Linked DNA regions of Sus scrofa: region 2 is linked to region 1. Evidence: chromatin contacts called from public Hi-C data. All regions are on one chromosome and are shown on one strand. The core of a region is the stretch at or near the end of the contact, and the rest is flanking DNA. Distances in the headings are between cores, read along the strand shown.

Evidence for each region. A called contact is a pair of places that touch in the nucleus more often than the background predicts.
Region 2: a contact with region 1 is called in a Hi-C map of embryonic fibroblasts, with 2.1 times the contacts expected there. The contact joins the promoter of FAS here to the promoter of KLLN in region 1. A contact is called at or near these places in 1 of 47 Hi-C or Micro-C datasets (embryonic fibroblasts) and 1 of 2 datasets of contacts at active chromatin or transcription factors (alveolar macrophages).

What each region holds. Positions count from the first base shown.
Region 1 is chr14:99,925,437-99,931,103 of Sscrofa11.1, reverse strand. KLLN (killin) reads left to right here and starts at 2,217. Exons shown (of 3, transcript XM_021073704.1): 1 at 2,217-2,300; 2 at 2,670-2,858; 3 at 2,861-5,667. The coding sequence starts at 2,217. The coding sequence ends at 3,433. It overlaps PTEN (phosphatase and tensin homolog), which reads right to left and starts at 1,048. Exons shown (of 9, transcript NM_001143696.1): 1 at 732-1,048. The coding sequence starts at 810.
Region 2 is chr14:100,924,722-100,930,388 of Sscrofa11.1, reverse strand. It overlaps FAS (Fas cell surface death receptor), which reads right to left and starts at 3,084. Exons shown (of 9, transcript NM_213839.1): 1 at 3,052-3,084. The coding sequence starts at 3,081.

The sequences.
Region 1 (5,667 bases), core at 968-3,467:
GGGGGGAGGGGAGCAAATTTAACAAAGATCTAATAAGAACGATTTATGAGATATACCACGGCACTATTGATTTCAAGCTACAAAACTTCCACATGCAGTTCAAAGTTGTAATTAACTTTGTTTTAACACACAAACCTACTTTTGCCTTCAAATGAGCACCATATATGCTAAAATGATTCTCTCTAAAGTTATGCAAATCAGTTCACAACTCACATTTTAAAAGAATCTATCAATGCAACCCAGGAAACTCAAAACAATCACTGCAAGATTCTGATGCAATATGCGTACGTGCAACACTAATTTTCATTTTAATCTGATCTATACCCTTGATCTAGGGCCTAAAGCCAAGATTTAATCGAAATATGCTCAACCTCAAAGCATCTACTTTTCTGTTCATTTAATAGACCGGATTACCGAGCTCACTAATCCACTAACACTGTACTGTATTCTGTATTAACGGACAATAGCCCTTAGGAAGAGACCCCGTAGACAGACTAAGAAACCCATGGGCGCCTTGACACTTGCAACCAAGCAAGAGTTCTGTCTAGATGAACACACCCTAGGCTGAATGCATTCAAAAGCAGCACAAAATATACATGATCTAGAAATCTGATTAGGGTTAAATGTTATAGTCACCCAAACTATGGACATTTTTCGCATCCGTCTACTCCCACGTTATAAGAGCGAGTGACAGAAAAGCAAAGAGGAGCAGCAGCCACAGAAATGGATACAGGTCAAGTCTAAGTCGAATCCATCCTCTTGATATCTCCTTTTGTTTCTGCTAACGATCTCTTTGATGATGGCTGTCATGTCTGGGAGTCTGTGGCTGAAGAAAAAGGAGGAGAGAGATGGCAGAAGCTGCTGGTGGCGGGGCTTCTTCTGCAGGATGGAAATGGCTCTGGACTTGGCGGTAGCTGATGCCCCTCGCTCTGCTGCCGCTTGGCTCTGGACCGCAGCCGGGTAATGGCTGCTGCGGCGGCTGCTGGATGGTTGCAGCGACTGGGCCTGCTTCTCCTCAGCAGCCAGAGATCTGGCAGCGGCGGCAGCGGAATGGGGAGAAGACGAATAATCCTCGGAAAGGCTGCCTCCTCCGGCGGCCTCTGGAGCCCGGGCCAGGGGGGGTGCGGCGGCGGCGGAGGGGAGGTTTAAAACCGGCCCGGGTCCCTGGATGTGCCGCCGCCGCCGCCGCCGTGTTGGAGGCAGTAAGAGGGGAGAGACCAACTCTCCGGCGTTCCCAGCCCTGGAAATGATGACAGGCGACTCCGACCCCCTCCCCGGAGCTGCAGCCGCCGCCGCCGCCGCCGCCGCCGCTTCTCCCCCCCGCTCCAGGAGCGGGAGGTGCCGCCGCCGCTCCTCAGCCGGCTCCCGCCCGAGCCCACGGCTTCCACCGTCCCTTTCAGAAGAAGCCGAGGAAGAGGCTGCACGGTTAGAAAAGAGGACGAAGAGGAGGCGAGAAACGCCGCCGCTGCCGCCGCCGCCGGCCGGCCGGCTCCCCGAGGGCGCTGCCCCCGCGGCTGCTCACAGGCGTTGAGAGGGGCTCTGGGCCGCGGCCGCCGCCGTCTCTCATCTCCTTCGCCTGAGCCCGGTCTCGCCTCACAGCGGCCCAACTCTCAAACTTCCATCATGGCTGCAGCTTCCGAGAGGAGAGAACTGAGCGCAGCCGCGTCCCGGCTCCGAACGGGTATCCTGCCGCAGTGCACAAAGAGTCCCGCCACATCACCGCCCGCCAGCCTGCCCGCCCCCTCCGCCGCCGCGCTAGGGGCAGGGGCGCCTGGGAGCCCGAGGGGAGGCGGGAGGCGGGAGGCGGGCCGGACCGCGCCAGGGGAGAGACGCGCAGGGCAGGGCTGGGGTTTTAGGGAGGGGGCAGAAGCGGCAGCTCTGGTGCGAGCGCCGAGTCCCCAACCTGCTGGCGCCACTGAGCATGCCCAGTATGACTGCCCGGGGCTCGCTCGGGCTTGTTCCGAGGCCCCCTCCTGAAGCTGCACTTGCTGCGGCTGCTTCTGCAGCAACGCAGGGTGGGGGGACGAGCTGAACCATAGCCTGTGCCCAGCAACGCAACCCGAGGCAGAATAGGCTGTTGCGAGCGAGACAGGGGGGTTAAGGTGAAGGCTGAGGCAGGTTCTTTGAGCAGTGTCACTGACGCGAGTCTGAGGTTACCTGTGCACAGGTGGGAAAGACCAGGTGACTGCGCTGGTAGTGTACCGGGAAGCGCAAGGATGGTCCCTACAGCGAGGACACCTCTCCCCTTGCCCCCAGATTTCCCTGGCACGGCCTGCAACCCCCCGTCCTTTTGCACCGCTGTCGGATCACAATCGTTCGCAGGGATTTGACTGCAGCAGCCTCTGCCAAAAAATCCACCTATCCCCCACCCCCACCCGTGTCCTCAAGGTGTCAGTCTTAATACAAAGAATCCCCTATTGTGTCTCTAGTGTGTATCACCTCATCCGGCTCCCTTGCATCGCCCCACCTCCCGCTTCCCCGGCAACCTGGTTCATTTGCCCTAAAATTGAAAGGTCCAGCAGAGCGTGCTGAATATGAACACATCGCCCCTGAATTTCTAGATCCCAAAGGACAAATGTCCAGGTGAAATGAAAGCTGATACCCGACGCTGGGATGCACCCCAGCCCCCTGGAGAGCAGAGAGCATCTCTCCCCTCGGGGTTCCAGTAGGGTTCACCGCGTCGAACTGAGCCAAAGACTCCTCGCCCCGCCCCCTTTTGGGCCGCTGTGAAAACCTGGCTGGCTGGATCGCCCCGGGGCCCGGTTCCGCGCTCCACCACCCGGGCGGAGACTCGGGTTGCTGGGCCGGAGAGTGAAGTACGCGACGGTAGGAAGCTGCAGCCCCGGCGAGTGGGCGGAGCCGAGGAGACCGAGGAGGGTTCAAAAAGAGGTGGAGGGATATACGGGCCACAGTCGGAACTACTTTCAGGGGGAGGTCACGTGTGATCCTAGTTGGGGAACTTTCCAAATTCCCACTCCCATTTGATAACTCCAGAGGCAAGTGTTTCGCTTCTTTTGCCCAGAGGGCTCCCGCCTTTCAGAAGCAGAGGGACCCCAGAGCCTCCTGGGTCTTGGTGGAAAGACAGGTTCAGACGAGCCTCCCGCTGAAGCGCTGTCGGGACTGGAGCCTGAGGAGCTGGTTACACAAGCACCCACATCCAAGCACGTGCCCCCGCCTCCCCTCGCCTTGGTCGCTGCCGTTGATTCTTGCAAATCTTAGAGCGAGACTTCCCAAACTGGTCGCACCCTTCGCCTGCTACCCCCAGAGCAAGCTAGAGGCCGGAAAACTGAGACTCCGCGTTCTAGATTCCCTAGCACCGCGACTTCTCAAACCCTGGGGGTCTGGAGCTAGTACACTACCCCTTAGGGCGAAACTTTCAGGTACTGTATTCTTGGGGCAAAAGGGTATCTCCGGGCAGCAGCCCGCTGCGTGAATTTAACGATGTTGCAACAAACTTTGTCACTGCCTCTGAGCTGGTGAGCGTGCCCCACCTACTGTAGACTCAGCCAAGTGACTTATCTGGTCGGAGAACCTAGTCAATGGCCTTCAGCCCAGAACAAACTTGTCAAGTCTGCTTACTTGGGACTGATAGACCTATCCCGTGAGGGAGCTGATTCAGAAAGGCTGACAACCAGAGCGCATTGACCAGCTGCAAAGTGAATTGTCCACCTTCGTTTGGAGAGGGTGGGCAGCAATACCAACCTAGAATTCCTTCTTTCTATCCCCTAGGAAGTAGAATTCAAGTAGAATTCGAGTCCAAAAGTATTTAAGTTGATAGGTTGAGGTACTAATAGTCTTTTAGATCTGAGAGAATGGAATCAGTTTGCATTTGTATTGCTGTAATTTTGAGTAGGTGCCTAGGAAGGTCTAAAGAGGATTTATTCAGTGTAAGAGAAAGAATATGGTATATGAGCACATTACAGTTGCAGGCAGCCCCTGAAGACTAGAAACCCCAAGAGAGCTAGTTTAGAAGCCACAGACCATTACCTAATTCCAGGACTACTAATTAAACCAGGGATATTTACACTATTCTTAGAGATCTCTGAGGTTCCATAAAACTTTAAATTTACATGCAACCTCCTTTTAAGACAGCGCTTCAAGAGTTAGCCACCTGCTGAATCTTCAGTGTTGGTAATTATTGGAGACTGGTTTTGTGTATGGTCCTGGTCAGCCTAGGGGAAGAAGAGGCCACGAATGGAAAAAGAAATAGAGAGCAGCCTAGAAAGAGTAGAAGAAAGGCCTCTAATTGGTTTCCAAAGATGAAAATCTTGGAGTTCCCGTGGCTTACCAGGTTAAGGATCCAGTGTTGTCACTGCAGCTGCTGTGGCATGGGTTCGATCCCTGGCCTGGGAACTTCCACATGCTGTGGGCATGGCAAAAAAAAGAAAGAAAGAAAATGAAAATCCTGTCCATGCAGCCTAGTGTAAGCTAGAGATTTCTTTATTTTATAAATCACCAAGAATAAGAACTTCCTGATTTCTAGGTGTTCCAAGAGATTGAATGATAAGAACCTGAGAGCTATGTTCAAATGCTTAAGGAGGAAAGAGAAAATGAAGATAAAGTTAAATGAAGTGAAGTGATTAGGGAGGGTTAAAACATCCCATGTTTTTTTCTCAGGTTACTGATCTTGTCCCCAAGAGTTCCTGTTATTAGCACTGCCCTACTTTGCCCAGACCCCTCTGCCCCGCCTATGTGAAGATTAGTCTCACAGTATCTGAGACTAATACTGTCTCAGAACTGAAATCCACTTCCTGGGAAGAAAATGGATTCATTCCTGCCCTGTTGGAGTTAGACATGAGGAGAGAGAATCCTTTCCAATTCTCGTGGCTCAAGTTACTCTGGTGCAGAGAGGGTGGGCATCACCAGCATTAAAGTGCTGGATTATGAGACTGGACTACAAGCACTTCAATCTGCTGAAGGAAGAAAATGGGAAATAAGTTTTGCTGCTATTCTAAACATCAAGTCCCTCTACTTCTCTCTAGTGGTGAGTGAAAGGACCACCAATGTTGGCAGATAACTGGCCAGCCTTACAGCAATATCAGGTGGTTATTAGAAGTTAATGAATAAAAATGTCCTCCGTTTCCTAGTGTCAAGTGGGTTCCTGTATGAAATCCTTTTTTCAAATTTTGTTTTTCTTCACTGTCTCCTACCCAAGAGATCTCTTTACTCAGGTGGTAGAGCTGAAACCTCTAAATAGCTGACCCCATTTATTGTATAGAAAGTTTAAAAAACATTTTTTTTTTCATTTTCAATTGCAAGTATCTGCTTGGCTGTACAGATATTACAGGACATTGGTTCCCAGACACTTCAGTTCTTTACCTGTCTGGATTCACATTGTCCTAGAGAGAAACAGAGGCTTGTAACAAAGAAAGAATTATATAAAGCTTCAGGGAGACTAACTATATAGAACAATTAGTGAACAAGATAATCCAGCTTTAATTATAGTTGCTAACAGCTGATTCCAAAACTGTTTTGTTACTGCACTCAAAGAGTATCCAAAGAAAATTCCTTTCTTATTTTCTTTGATAATTGAAATGACCAGCAACTTGATGGGGGTGATATAAATAGTTTATGTGCTCTTTGTAGGTCCTGCTGCTAAAATGTCGTTGTTGAACATTCTGATTGCTATAGTGCCTTTCTCATCTCCCACACACTGACCTTTCAAAT
Region 2 (5,667 bases), core at 1,835-4,334, 1.0 Mb before region 1:
ATTTATAAATTCGTGTCTTTCCATTCTGCTTGTTCATGTTCTCAATTATATTTCATAGGTTTATTTTATTCATAAGAATTTTCAAGTCTTTTATGATATAAGGAAAACCTCTTAACCACAAGAATAAACAGAAACACACTGGAGCCTATTTCATGTTACTTAGGCTGGGTTAAGGAAAATGATTAAACTATAAATAAACAACTGTTTTTTATTTTCTCCCTCAAACGCTTCTGTATGATTACTTATCAATACACTGGTTTCTTTGTCAACTTCCCTCTTCTCTCCCTCTGCCATAATTTTGACAACTGCTCTAAGAAATAAAGACGACAATGGCCATCTAGTAATCACCTAACCATAGACCAAAATGTTACAGCAGAAAACCTATCAGGACTAAATGCAGGGCAGCTATTTCCCACACACATTTCTAAAGTAAATTTGACTCTTTTTCTGTGTCCTCTAGACATTTGTGAATTGTTTTGGGAGTTCAAATGCACTTATTATAGGTGCCATGGAAATGACACCCAGAAACTAGGGGAGGGAAAACTAATTCCAAGAAGGAAAGAAAAAGAAGCAAAGAGGGGAAGCATGAGATATGTACTGACTACAGATCACACCAGAGACAACAGAACTAGAGAACATATGGAAAAGAAAAAATAGGCAGCTCCCGCCCATCTACTTCCAGCTGGTTGACACGATTAAGCCAAACTTGCTTCTGCATTCCATGCAATTAGCACTCCCACCCCCATTTTATTTATTATTGTGACTAGTAAGTAAGTACTACTAAGTATAAAGTCATAAAAACAAGCATTTTCTGGAGACACAAAAGATGACATAATGGATGGTGTGGAAACTTCTTTAAGAACAGAGAGTTGGGCTAGCAGTGGGTGTAAGACAGGATTCTGTGTAAATTTAAAAGAGTCATATTAGAAAAGAAAAATGCAGGATATGTTACAAAATGATAAACAATGACAATCTAGGTGATAAGGATATGTCAGATTTTTTTTTTACACATCTGTATTGATATATTTTATTCAATAAATCTTCATGTCTTAGACCATATATCATATATTATACTATTAATTTATATTTAATACACAATATTATAGGTATTATAATAATATGCATATATAAACACATGTACATATATATATGCATATGTGTCTGTATACACGTGTGTGCATTCTTTTAGAAAAGCACTTTCCTTGGTGCTTTTTTTTTTGGTCTTTTTTTTTGCTATTTCTTGGGCCGCTCCCGAGGCATATGGAGTTTCCCAGGCTAGGGGTCGAATCAGAGCTGTAGCTGCCAGCCTATGCCAGAGCCACAGCAACGCGGGATCCGAGCCGCATCTGCGACCTACACTACAGCTCACGGTAACGCCGGATCGTTAACCCACTGAGCAAGGGCAGGGAGCGAACCCGCAACCTCATGGTTCCTAGTCGGATTCGTTAACCACTGCGCCACGACGGGAACTCCTCCTTGGTGCTTTAAACTTGCCCATCTGGTAAAGATGTTATAAGTATAAAAGTTAAGCATAGCTCTGGGCGTTGATACCTTTGCTATGCTTACCAGCATTGTTGTCCCAAGACCTAAGAGAGATTTTCAAAACAACTAACACTGCAATAAGGCCACGGTTAATGATAAAGAGAAGAGTGTGGTCTGAGGTTGCATAAATGGTTTCTCAATTTTGAATCTTAAATTTTCTTGGAGGAAATTTCTAAAGGAGCCCAAATATGGTACATAATTTCTGAAAAATTCAGGGAGAATTCTTTTGTTTTTCTCCCCAATCTAAGATGGTTCCGGACATCACTGATTTTTCCTTTCAATTCTTGGTGTAATCTGGACATCAGGTGCAATCAACAAATGCCCAGGCTTTGGAATTGGGCCTAAATTAAATTCCAGCTCTGCCACTTACTGGTTGCACTCGGTCGAATTACCTAAGCTTTCTGCACCCCGTTTCGCCATCTGTAAAATGAATGTGAGGACATCTTCCTTACCTTGCAGCCGCTGCTGAGAATTGACTGTGATCACGTTTATAAACACTTCTATCACAGTGCCTGGCACTTTGGTGGGGCCAGCAAAATAAGAAGGCATTGCCTTTCAGAGAATTTGGAACTCAAATGAAACCAAACGTCTTTAATTAGCGACCATCAAGGTGGCATTTCCGAGGCAGGGACTCAAAAAGAGGTGGCTGCTGCTTAGGCTTCTAGGCCAAGTACCGGCTCCAGGCTCGCCACCCTGCGCAGGCGCGGTGGCAGTGGGTACCACCGCTTGAGCAGTGGGGGCAAGGTTCCTTCCCTCCCCGAGTTCAGCAAACTAAAGTGAAGAACAGGACGTTAAAAAATAAATAAATAAATAAAGGCCAAACCTAAGGTCGTGACTTACGATCGGTAGGAGAGGGATTCCCGGAAGGGAAACAGTTTCTTTTTCTGTGTCGTGATAAGAAGGTAAACAAACCTCTTGAGGCGCATTCAGCCCCAAGATAACCTTTTCAAGAAAGAAACAGTGACGTCCAAAGCCTCGGGTTTAACCATTGCCTCGGGACTGATTTACTCCCTAAATTTGTGACACGTTCAGAAAACGTGTCTTCAGAGAGCTCATATTCTCACCGTCCCACAGCTCACACATACACCCGCGCAGAGGAGGACCTTTGTGGTGACATGTAAGGACTTGTCCAGACGATCCCCTCCTCTCTCGGGTAGGGCTCTCCCTCTGGCGACCCCCAAACATCCCAAGTCCCCGCCTGCCCCCGGCTCCCACCTCTCTCCGCGCCGCGAACAGGGCCCCCTGGGGCCGCGCGGTGCTGTTTTGCCTGCCGCGCAGGATCGCCGCTTCTCCTCCAACCCCAGGAAAGACGCGTTCCCCGGTTTCCTGAGACCTCGCCCTCAAGGAAAGTCCTAGCAGCCCTGAAAAGCCAGACTGCCAAACACCAGCCAAGCCCGGACGCCCACGCGCATCCCCTTAAGGTCATCGGAGCGCGTCCTGCGCGCTCCTCTAAGCGCCAACCTCTTGACCCAGCGGGGAGAGGCCCCCGCTAGGCAGGAGAGGACTTACCAGTGACAGGAGAACCCAGATCCCGGACATGGCTGTGGAGCCTCTCCAACTGCTAGCAGAGCAGGTCACACACCCCGTGAGAAGTGACAGTCCCGCCCTGCCCCTCCCCGCGCTCCAGCCAGCTCAGGAGTAAGTTCCCCGCCAAGGGCCCGCCCCCCGCGCTCAAGCCCAGTTACTTCTCCAGCCGCTTTCTTTTCTCCAGAAGCGTCTCAGAACACCTGCGTGTGGCTCTTCTGAGAGACCAGAAAAGACCTAAAGAAATGCCCCCGGGCCCTGGGGAGGAGGAGGGGAGTGGGGTGGCAGAGGAAGCTTTTCTGGGGAACGCCGGGTTTGGGGAAGGCGCCTTTGATTCAGCAACTCAGCCTGGGCGCGGGGGTGGCGGGACGTGGTGGGGGGTGGAAGAGCGGAGAGAGAGTCAGAGTCAGGGTTTGTTGCACAAATGGGCATTCCCCGTTGGGGTTGTTTCCGCTGGCATGTCTGGTTCAGGTGAGAACCCTGAGAGCCGGCTTGCTGTCTTTGCTACACTCTTTTGCCATTCAAACGGGGAAGGCTGGGGAGGGCTAGGGTACAGAGCGCAGACTTCCCGCCTCCTTGCAGGAGCCAGGGCCAACTGCCGGGAACTCAGAGAAGACCCAGCCTTCACTCAGCTCCGCGTGCCTGTAGGGGTGGGAACAGGAGAGTCTCACAGGAGCGCCGGACTAGTGTTTTGGTAGTGACAGTTATCAAACGAAAAGCTTCAGAGTGTGTGCTCTGGAGATTCTGAAGAGGGAGCACCCCTTGGCTTTTATTTCTCTAGAGGAGAGGGAGGCTAACTCCTATGACAAATCACACAGTTCCAGCCCTATTAGAAGTTCGCAATTACTTCCTCTCCTTTGTTACTCATTATTTCCTCTCTAATTTTCTTTAAAAAAAAAAAAAAAAGCACTTTTAGTGCTTTGGTTAACACTCACTCAAAGTCACTATTGTTTTGGAAAAGATGATCTGTTTAGCTAGTTCTGCAAGGATTTTACAGAAGGGAAGTTTGTATAATGGCATCATTAATGAGCATGTTTCTGAAAGTAGTTCCTAAGCTGGGAACAGATGCAGGGGTCAGTATCTCTGGCAACGTCCACATAGCTCTGCATCTCACTCTGTTGCCCATTAAGAATCTCCTTCCCCTCCTTCGGCCTGACCTGGCACTGGCTTGTTCCTTATCCGTCAGATTCCCTCTTGGAGGACATTTTCTTCTGCCAGCCTTTCCAGGCTCTAAAGCCTGGGTTAGGTCACTTTCCTAAATACTTTCACTGACCTTGTGTTTTGCCCTGCAGGATGGCCAAGTCTTGTAGGTGTTGCTTTGCCTATCTCTGCCTCAGCTCCCAACAGACTGTTAGTGAGGGTTATGAAGAAGACTCTGGCCCGAAGTTCCCATTGTGGCACAGGGGAAATGAATCTGACTAGGAACCAGGAGGTTGCGGGTTTGATCCCTGGCCTTGCTCAGTGGGTTAAGGATCTGGTGTTGCCCTGATCTGTGGTCTAGGTCGCAGATGTGGCTTGGATCCTGTGTTGCTGTGGCTGTGGTATAGGCTGTAGCTCCAATTCGACCCCTAGCCTGGGAACCTCCATATGCTGCGGGTGAGGCCCTAAAAAGCAAACAAAACAAACAAACAAAAAAGAAGACCCTGGCTGGCCAGTCCTGTTCCTACAGATCATAGCACAAAACAGAAGTGAATGGGTGGTGGCAGATGGGGGAGGGTGGAGTGGGATGGTTATGGAGACTCTGTGTCTGTGTTATCTCTGCAACATTTCTATAAACCTGAAACTATTCTGAAATTAAGATTTATTGAAACAAATCATAAAAAGAAGGAAGGAAAGAAAGGAGGGAGGAAGAGAGAAAGGAAAGGAGAAAAGAGAGAGAGAGGACAATTGACAAAATCAACATCTCTTATGAGTGCACCAGCAACTTTTACAAATGGTTTTTCCTTATTTAATATTTACCATTTTAGCCCAGTGAGGTAGATGATTATTAAACTTACTTTACACATAAAGAATTGGAGCCAAAAAAAGTTTAAGCAACATCGGCGGTTTCATTAGTCAATAAATAGCAAATCTAACAATTACATTTAGATATTCTTGTTCCTGAGGCCCTGCACTGCCTAAGATCCTCCCCATCAACACACACACCTAATTCCCTTCAAGTTCAACAAAATAATAATCTATGCCTCGTGGGGAGAAATGTGATTGATGAGCAAAGGAATGTAGAAAATTTGGGGTTGACTTAAACAGCTCTCTTAATCCAAGGCTTCTCAGAGCCTTTAACATGCTCATCTGCATTGTGAATTAGGGGCTATGATATACACTGTTCCCCAGGCTTCTTGTCTTGTTTATGGAGTCCTTGGAAGAACACCTACTGAATGAACACTTTATGGATGCTTGTGTTCTGGGGAGAACAGTTGAGACATCTCTAAAGGTCATTTTTATTTATTTATTTTATTTCGTTTTCTTTTTAGGGCCTCAGCTGCAGCATATAGAAGTTCCCAGGCTAGGGGATGAATCAGAGCTGCGGGTGCCGGCCTGCACCACAGCCACAGCAACTCGGGATCCGAGCCACATCTGTGACCTACACTGCAGCTTGCAGCA